2 separate regions of the Anas platyrhynchos genome follow, and region 2 is linked to region 1. The links are chromatin contacts, called in public Hi-C maps. All regions are on one chromosome and are shown on one strand. Each heading gives the region's core, a stretch centred on a gene start, on an enhancer-like site or on the middle of the called end of the contact. The rest is flanking DNA. Distances are from core to core; before and after follow the strand shown. Region 1 holds the start of BTG1 (BTG anti-proliferation factor 1). Region 2 has its middle 42 kb from the start of BTG1.

Region 1 (5,050 bases), core at 1,825-4,324:
GTGGTTAACCTGCTCTTAAGGCTAAGGGACGTTTGTCCCCAAACTCTTACTGAGCAGGGAATCCATCAAGGAAGAACTGAGAGCTCGTGAGCAAGTAGGTCAAAATGGACATTTAAGTTTGCTATATCCTTCATCAGGAAGCCAAGTAAACTTTAATCCTCTGGATTTATTCAAGTCATCTTTGGTGGATGTTATTTCTGTACCTTTTCCTCATATCCTGGAATTATTGGCCCTGGAGTTACTTCCACACGGACTCATTTTAAAAGGTTTAAAGTGACATGTAAATCATTGTGTTCCCCTAAACTTCCCAAGCACTTATGTACAGCGAAGTCTTCGTTAATCCATGTCTGTAGCAAGTGTTCCCTAGTGTTGGGGTGCCATTCACGTTCTTAATCCTTTGTAGTACCTATTTTACATCTACTGTGAGACAAAAATAGTTTAACTGATCCTATGTAATCACGACAAGAGATTAATTAAAATGCCAAGATAGGAAACAATTTATTATAGAGAGAAGAAAAATTTCTCATCCAAAATATAGAAATCTGTACAACTTTGCCACAATCAATATACATGAACTGTACAAATTTACACCAGTTCATAATTTACCAAATAAAAGATGACTAACAAAGTTCACAAAATAGATGGTGGTTTGTGGAAAAGACTTTTACCCAATTAAGAACAAGGAAATTACAAACCAGACCTCCACTTTCTAAAAATAAGAAGTTTACTCAGTCTTAGAAAACTACAAGCTAGCAAATGTACAGATAGCTGGCTGGTGCTAACACCACAGTTCAGACAGTGTCTTTGTATGGTCTTTTTAAAGCCTGTTGCCATGGCAGATTCTGATCACTTGCTACTTTTGAGGCCAATGTAAAGATTTGACCATTTCCCCAGGTCATACTTACTAGTTTATCTTATGTACATTTATACATATTTGTAAGTGCTAGGTAAAAGTCTGAAAGATAAAATTTCCAGTACTGTTGTGTCCATAACAATAAGTCTTGTTACTGAGCTGCCAAAAATGCTAACAATTAATAAATGTAATAGTGCAAATTTACTCTGCAAGACTTACTGCAGAGACTCGCTTTATAAATACAGATTGGGGTTGCAAGAATTGGTGTAGAAATTAAGTAAGATGTCTTGGAGAAACTGACCCTCCCTAGATCTTCTTCACTCTCTAGCAAGTTGTAATCATTTTGACTCACAGGCTATTAAATCACTGAAAGGTACTGTCCAAACTATGGCACTGTCACTTTAAAGTATACCACTCTAACGTGTGCCAGATCTTCACAGCTGTGACATGGTTTAAATTCCATAATCCATCCCCAGAGGTGCCCACCCAAAGTAAAAACCAAATTTATCCATCCATTTTAAGGTGATCCATCCACAGACTATATCTTAACCTGATACAGTCATCATATTGTAGCTTTTGGAAGGGCTAGTTCTGCCCAAGAGAAGTTCCTCCTTACAGCTTATTCTGCTGTCTACCATTTGCATGTTGGTGTTATTTTGGCTACCTCCTGCTGGTGCAGCTTCGTACAGCACGCAGATCGAGCCATCCTCTCCAATACGATAGGACACTTCATACGGGTCAACCCATAGAGTGAGTTCGCTTGGAAGAAGCTGGAACAGTTCCTGACTGCTCAATCCAATCCGCTGTGCTGCCTGTCCAATGAGAGGATCCATTTTATGGTTGATCCGGATACATCGGTAACCTGATCCCTTGCATGGCTTTTCTGGGAACCAGTGGTGTTTGTAATGTTCTACAAAATAAAAAAATAAAAAAAAAAGATTATCCTCCTTAATTCTGTCTTCACAAGGTTTTGCAGCGATCAGTGTTCTCTTGCATAGTTTCACAACTCTAGATGTTGAGACGCTTATTATTTTAGAATCAAATGACCTGAAAAATCATCATGGCTTCTATTTTGCTGATGATTTACATGAACGCAGGGTCCCTTGGGGACCACGCACGCACAAAGTTATTGTTTCATTCTACCATACATGGAGAACAATGTCTGCCATCAGAAAGGAGTGAGATGTAACTTCCTAGTATTCATAAAAATACATGTAACGAGGATCTTGCATACAAAGCAGAGAAGTTTGAGGGCTTTGAAACGCCACGAACCAAGGTTAAAAAAAAAAAAAAAAAAGTGCCTTTTCAGCATAATTTGGGAATCGCAGCCAGGCTTAGTTCCTCACGTCGTAAGAGTGACTAAAAATAAACAGGGAAGCGGCTGGGCAGCGTGTATTGACTCAGGCTGTATTTCACCAGCACTCTTCCCGGCCACTTTTCCGGGGCGAGGTACCCACGGCTTCACTTACCTTTGGACTTTTCCCCCTCCCGACACCCCAAGCTCGGCGGTACCCGCGGCACAAGGCACCGGCCCCCGCCAGCACCGCCTGGGCCCCGCTCTGGGCGCTACAGAGCCTCGGGGGCAGCCGGGATCCGGGCGCCACCGACCCCAACCGGAGCCTGAGGGCGGCCGCGCGGTGCCTCCAGAAGAGGAACCGGGCCCCGTCCTGCCCCGACGGCTCCTCACGGGGGCGGAACCAGCCCCGAGAGCGACCCGGGGGCCCCGCGGCCGGGCTTTGTCTGCGGAGCGGGGCGGATCGGATCGGGGTGTGTGTGTGGGGGGGGGGGGGGCTCCGCGCACAGCCCGGGGGGCGCCCGCTGCCCCTCGCTGCCGGGCCGCCCTCCCTCACCTGCCAGCAGCTCCTGCAGGCTCTGGCTGAAGGTCTGCAGCTGCCGCTCGTTCATCAGCCCCTTGGTCCGCAGGAACTTGGAGATGAAGCCCACGGCCGCGGCGATCTCGCGTATCATGCTGGCCCGGGTGTACAGGGCGGGATGCATGGAGGCGGCGGCCGGCGGGGGCGCTCGGTCGGGTCGGGTCTGGTCGGGTCGGGACGGGACGGGTCTGGTCGGGCCGGGCTCGGCTCTAACTGGGCGAGGCGCGGGCGGCGGCGCCCAGCTCACATGGCGGGGGCGGCAGCCTCCGCCTCCTCCTCCTGCGGCACGGCGGCAGCGGCGGCGGCGGCCGCGGCAGCGCTGCCCGCATCTCCTGCGGCGCGGGGCGAAGGGAGCCGCCCGCCGCGCGCCGCCTCTTATAGCCGCCCGCGGTAGGAAGTGGCGTCGGGGAACCGGGGGCGCGCCGCCGCCAATGGGGCGATCGCACCATTGTGACGGAGCCGGGCGCAGGGCGGGGGCAGAGCGGGGAGGGGAGGGGAAGGAGGGGAGGGAGGGGAGGGAGGGGAAGGGGGGGTGGGGGTGACGTAATCGGTTGTAAACAAATAGAGCGGGGGCGCGCGGCGCGCGGGGGTGCGCAGGGCACGGCGCCGCGCTGTATCCGGGGAGAGCAGCGACACGTCAGCCGCACGGCCCGCGGGAGCGCGCCCCGCCGCGGCACCGGGCGGGCTGCTGCCGGAGAAGGGTGGGAGAAGGGAGAGGGGAAAGCACCCCCGCGAGTGCAACGCCAAAGGGGGGATGAGAACAGCAGCGTGTTCTGTGGAGAGCTCCAAGTGCGGCTTTTTTTTTTCTTTTTAAGGTGGAAAATTCGCTCTTCCCCTCGGTTATTGCACACCCTGCTCCTACGCGAAGCTGCAAATGCAACGCAGCCTGGTGTTTTGGTGTTTACATGTTCGCTGCTTCCAGCCGGAGAGCAGAAGCACAACCACTGGAGGCACATTTAAAAAAAAAAAAAAAGTCTTTTTATTTTTTTTTTCAGCAAAAATAAATTAATAACGAACTACATAAAAATAAATCAGTGAAATAATTTGAATAAAAGGTGAAAATACAGCACTTGGGGTGGTGTGATGTTGGAGGTGTACCTGAACAGCGCTTCCAGCCTGCTTCTCCGCGCTCAGGAGCGATTCTATCCCAGGCACTCAGCCTCAAGGGGCTCTGGCTCTCTAAGCACAAGAGGGATCTGCAAAATACCTTCAAAAGATAATCTTGGGAGCTTAAGTCCACAGCTTTACTGCATACTAAAAACCTTGGTGTACTTTCAGAGCGCGGTCTCATCTATTGTTCCGCCACCAACCTCTGAGTATATCTCGTTAGCGATCACAGGCTGTCCTGTCCTGTGAGAAGGGAGGAGCTGGCAGGCTGACCCCTTTTCTTGCTGCTCCACAGGTATCAGCCATCCCTTCTTCCCCAGTGCTTCCCCAGCATGTGTAAGAAACAGCCAGAGCAGCCATTTCTGATCAGGTTGGCATTTGCTGTTTCCTTTCAGACCTCAAAGCAGCAGATGACTCTCTTTTACAACCAGGTCAGTCAACCTACAGGAAAAGCCCACTTCTCTCATACAAAATTGACCTTACTGACAGAGCTTCTCAGTTACAACAAAATAACTACTGGAAATAGTTTAACAACAACAAAATAATAATAATAATGAGTGTAACATGCATGTGGCACTTGCCACCTCTGCTTGGATCCAAGCTTCATCTGGGCCAGTTTCTCAGCTCCCCTCCTTAGTGCCAACCAGCATCAAACACTCAGAAGGAGTTTTAGGAACTCCAAAGTAGATAAGTGGTCTTATGTAGGAGCACCCTAAAACAGGTTTAACAAGCTCTCCTCAGCTTGCCACAGCTGTTATGGAGAGCAAGACTGTTCAGATCAGATTTGAATCATCATACTTGAATTTTACATGAAGAAAATGGCAGCATGCACCTTGTCCCACACTCTGTGAGAGAGGGAGAAATTTCATTTTTTTTTTCATTTTTATTTTAAACTTTATCAAAGGTCTTCCCTCAAATGACCTGCAATTCAATAAATTCAGACCATTTTGCCGATCAAGAAGTTCTGATAGTTTTGATTGCTTCTAAACCATTACAGCACCTATAAGGAGGGTCTTGTCTGTGGAAAGGATAAATGACTGTGCACATAGATCCAGTCTGCCAGTGAGGAATGAACTCCCTTGGTGTTCTTACTGCAAAGCAGCAAGCAGTTCAAATGTAACTTTGAGGCTAAGGCTCGGTGAGATACCTGCCAGCAGGACCTCGTCTCTGGCCGTGGGAGGGAGCAAGGCAGAAGGAGCTTCTGATGCAGAGAACT
Region 2 (5,050 bases), core at 1,906-4,405, 41 kb before region 1:
AAGAAACAGCAACTAGATTGTAAGTCATTGGCATTACAGTGAAAGGAAATTGGAGAAATAAGTCTAGTGAGTATGCGTGGAAGAAAGAGAGCAGCTGGAGGATTTGGAAGAACCCCACAAGTGAGCAAATACAATGCCTCTAAGAAAGAAAAGAGATAAAATATTGAGACTGAGGAAAGCATGTAAAGGATGTCTTGATTTCGGTCCTTCTAGAATTTATCTATCAATGTTAAGAGCAACAAAGAAGCTTCTTAGGAAGATACTAAGGCAAACCAAAAAGGCATGGAGGCTGCAAGCATAAAGAATATACAGAGGGAGAGGTGGAGGTGATAAACAAAGAAAGGAAGACATGGTTGGATTCCTGCACTTTCTCCAGACTGTTCTCATTGTATTTTGCTAGGAAGAGCTGATGTCTTTTGGATCTAAAGCACTGGGTAGGATGCAGACATACATATTTGCCTTCTACCCCCAAAAAATAAATAAATGTGAATTTTGGAATACACTTCCAGGTTAGAATAAATAAAGAGAATAATTGTGGGACACTGGGACAGTTAAAGCCACTTGTTCCATTTTCTGATAACTAAAGTCTGATTTGGAAAATTCATCTTTATGAGATCTTATAACAGTGCCATTACATCACTGTATATACCTACAATGCTGTAAATACAGCCTCAGGGCAGCATGAGGTTTTCAGCCCCAGCATGCAGTGTTTCAGCTCCAGGTAAGCTTACTTCATAAGATTAGGGGGCTCTGAAGCAATGTTCTCCGAGCTTTCTGCAATTGCTCTCCTCCAAAGTGCTGCCGGCTCCCAGGCGCTAGGCTGCCAGCCCTCCCGTTGCTGCTCCTCACCTCACCGCCCTTCCCACAGCTGGAGCTGCAGGCCTTGGGGCTGAGCACGCGATGAGGGCAAGGGGGAGAGGTCCTACTGCTTGTGCAGCGGTCAGTGCTCGGTGCCTGATGCATGAAATTACATTATTCCCCAAATATGTGACCTAATCACATCACCATGTATCTCGCCCTAAGAATCTCACCCCTTCTTACAGATCTTGCTGTTGCCAGCCTGGGATGTTGCTTATGGTTGTTGTGATAAGCACCCAAGGAAGGATTTGTAATCGGGCAGCGGTATTCACCCACCAGAAGTGGGAAAGGAACTTTCTAGCTTTTAAACTGTAGTTATTGCTTCACCCTTGTTTACCCTATTCTTTCTTGTCAGTTTGAATAGGAATTTAAAAGCAGAACCGATTTTTTTTTTGTATAAACATTTGTGGTAAGCACTGAGCCACAGCAGTGTCGCAACCAAAACACAGTTGCTCAACGGCACCTGTTAGTGCAATTACTTTGACATAAAATGTGTTCTTTACTGTTGTCTACAGGGAAAACCAGCAGCAGCCTGTTACCCTGTAGCTCCAGCTGGCAACAAAATTTGTTACCTTGATCTTGCATAATATTGCAGATGAAAATAACAGAATTCCTGTGATCAAACTTGTTTTTCACTTATTACCAAGTGCAAACTACACCCCGCAACCCGATAACCTTGAGAAACAAGACTAAACCAAGCTGCTTATTTACAGATAAATATTTTCATGGGACCTGAATTTATATGCATCAAGGAAAGCATACCTGAGGGTATATTTTTCCTTCATTTCTTTTCCATCACTGAGTTACTGCTAGAGAGAAGGCAGAGTTTTAACAACAGTCATTTATTTCTTTGTATGTTCTCACAAACGCTTTTTCAGTCCTAAGTGGAAGACATTCCAAAATGCTGGCTAAAGGTAAAAGACAACAATATAATTAGGATCAGATTAGAAGTTCTGCCAAGTTTCTCCTAAAATTACTGTCATTGTAGAGTGCACAGTGCAGATGTTACCCATATATTCAGGGCTAAGGGTTTTTATGGTTGTTAAAGACTCTTTCTTAAGTATCTGTAAAAGATAGTTCAAGTGGACAAGAAAAAGCTCAGAAGGTTCTAGTTGACTACAATGGGGCATGGAAAATATATTCAGGTTCATAGGGTTAAAAAAGTGAAACTAGCTTATTGAGTATGGAAGCTCAAAGAGACACATTTTCTTAGCAGGTTTACAGGGATCGTGTTCCATAGGTCCTCTGGGGAACTACATGAAATTGAGAATTTTCCTTACACCGAGCTCTTGGAGCAGATTTTATGTACTGGTGTGGAAGAAGCAAAAAAGGGAAATACCATGGCACTCATGGGCTGTCCAAGGACTTCTGGAGGTCTTGGAATTGGCACAAGTCTCTACCTTCTATGCAAACAGTAGCACAAATATCACAGTTTGGTTCTGAACATGTCTACACAGTTTTGACACCATATAGCAATGTACAATGCCCTACAGTCTACAGAGCTGCAGAGCCGTGCTAGAGCTACCTTTGTTGGAATAAAAGGTCAGAAAAAGTTGGGAAGCAAGCAGATGGATGGATAAAAATTTTTATCTCTCTGTGAAATGAAAGGCATGAAATTGATGCTAAAGTTATTGTGAAAAGTCTTTGCTATCAAGATATGACTTCAGGCTGATGGTCCAAACGCTGAGTCAATACTCAGAATAAGCATGCATTGAGGGCTTCTCTCACAGCAAATGCTCAATGACTCACAAGATAAGGTCTTAGTGTATGAATTATGATGGAGTGAGGTCTGCAGATAAAAGGCTCATCCCACCGTTTAATGGAAGTGCTCGGAGCTGGTAAAATTTAGGTTTCACCCAACAGTGCCAAGGATAACTGAATGAAAGGTGAGCCCTGTAACAGACATAAAGGATAATCACAAAGAAATAAAGATTGAGAAACCTGTAAACAGACCCTCTAATCTATGTTTAACATCTACTTACAGCACTGAGTAACAGACTGGGAAAGTTTATCATTTATTTTTCTATTATTATATATCCATTTTACCTTTAAATTTGGAAAAAAAAAAATCTCAAAAAAAAAAAAAAGTGCAAAAAGCCCACAAAAGGACACCTGAGGGTAAAAGGTTGTTCTTTATAACTTGCAAAGCTAACATTGTATAACAGGAGTAAATGTCAAAAAAAAAAAAAAAAAAAAAAAAGTGTACAGTGCTAGCAAAAAGGCATTACTCATAGCCTGATATAAACAAGTAACAACTCCCATCTGGCAACAAAAGTCTTTGCAAAGGGAAATACACTAAAACTACTGCCGTTGATAACTGAGGCCTGTTATGGGAAATGCCTGCAGGATCCAACTGTGATTGCAGCAAAGGGAGGGGAAATGACATGCTCATGTCCAAAATAGGCTGGAGTCCAACAGCATTTGAGGCATTTCAAAATAGCACACATTCAAAAATGAAAAGCAAGTAAAAGTGGACAGTGGATACAGCACAGTTCAGGCAGCTGAGCTCTGAGATGGCTCCTTGCCCCTGACTTTCTCGCGTCTGAGCATCTGTGTTGCCACCAGCCCCAACACCCCTGTTTCAGAGCAGAGAGGAGCAGAGTGAGGTGGAAGTGGTTCAAGTGGAAAAATACAGGTAAAAATCCATAGGAAAAGAAAAATAGAAACTAAATATTAGAAATTTTAGTTAATTCACAAGAAGAGATTCTCATTCATATAGAGCTTGAGCCAGAGCCTACTGAAGCCAAAAAGAGCCTTGCTGTGAGATTCAGTGGGCTTTGGCTCATGTCCATAGGCTAAACGCTTTCTCTGGCAAGTCTACAGAGTGATTCAGCCCCAAAGTGCTCAGAACAGCCAAATTCAAAAGCTCTATTCATATTCTAAAAAAGGCAACTGGACATCATTCCATGGTCCCAGTTGCATAATTGTCTTCAAACAGGTGGCAGCAACAACATCCATCATCAGCCAGAAAACCAAAGAGAAAGTCAGAAGCCCGTGCTAGAACAAGATTTTACATCTAACACTCATATCATGGAACCAATTTATCAGTTTCCATTGAGATTACTGTCTTTAAAAGCACTGTTGAGTCTTTTATTTATTTATTTATTTATTTATTTATTTATTTATTTTCCCCTCTGATTTCACTGCAGAACTAATATTATCTCACAGGAAATCATACAAGCATGTGGAACTGATACTCAAACGGTAGCAGGCATGGTAAGATACTTTAGGATCTTTCCATTAGTAGAAGAAGAATGATAGCTAAATATTATATATTTTTGGATAAAGCCAAGAGGAGACTGGAGAAGAGTATGTCTCACAGAACAGGAATTTCTGGTGGGCAGAAGAGAGTTATTTCTACATATTCCCCAGGAAGGGTGAAAATGAATAGGCACAAATATACATTATTGGGTCCATATTTTGCAAATGGAGCTTTTTCAAAAGATGATAGCTTCCAGCCTGTACAAGACTAATACCCTAAATACCAAATCACACCATAACAAGCATACACACAGTGAAGAATAATGGAGAATGGAAGGAAGCAGCCAGTCCGTCACACAAGCTTCTGTCAGGGTCTTCTAGTATGGGTAAGAGAAGGTTGAATAATATGCAAACCACATCACACAGAGGCTAAAATGCAAAGAGCACAATTTGCAATCCCCAAGCAGAAGATGTTTCAGTCGCTATTTAGTTTTATAGCTGGATCAAGTATTTGCGGTTAATATATTTCCATATCCCTACAGCCCTTAGGAAATTTAAAGGGAAAAAGTACTTCAAGTTTACCTATATGGTGGGGGACAAACTAAAAAGTAATTTAAAAATAATAATAATTATAATTTATATTTTTATTTTGAAAATTTTGAAATTGAAACACTTGTTTGGCAGAGCTGAAATGTCTATTCATTTTTTTTCTAATTTTACTTTTCCTTTCAAAACAGCATTATTTAGCTTTAAAATAACTCAGACGACAATAAAAAATAAATAAATAAATTATACAACCCTCAAATTAAATTAGGTTTTGAATTTAGCTTAAAATTTGAATAGTTTCTCTTCTGCTGAACTCAGACTCTTCCCTCCTCACACTCCCCTCTAGCTTTTCAGATTTGAGCCAATGAACAAAAACATCTATTATAAACCCATGTTGTGTGAACAATGACATAGGGTGTATCTGCAGTGCAGTGATGTTCCAAGA

What was found. Hi-C and Micro-C count contacts between places; a contact is called where the count stands out from the background.
Region 2: a contact with region 1 is called in a Hi-C map of subcutaneous adipose tissue, with 1.7 times the contacts expected there. The contact joins the enhancer-like site here to the promoter of BTG1 in region 1. A contact is called at or near these places in 3 of 8 Hi-C or Micro-C datasets (liver, skeletal muscle and subcutaneous adipose tissue).

The regions. Positions count from the first base shown.
Region 1 is chr1:48,028,254-48,033,303 of IASCAAS_PekinDuck_T2T, reverse strand. It overlaps BTG1 (BTG anti-proliferation factor 1), which reads right to left and starts at 3,074. Exons shown (of 2, transcript XM_027451891.3): 1 at 2,704-3,074; 2 at 474-1,763. The coding sequence starts at 2,851. The coding sequence ends at 1,399.
Region 2 is chr1:48,069,231-48,074,280 of IASCAAS_PekinDuck_T2T, reverse strand. No RefSeq gene overlaps it. Among named protein-coding and RNA genes, the nearest start is that of BTG1, 42 kb to the right of the region's middle. Within about 2 kb of position 3,155, at least 2 of the 8 cell types and tissues checked have an H3K27ac peak or open chromatin away from gene starts, as enhancers often do. A contact at or near this core is called in subcutaneous adipose tissue, where this site is marked.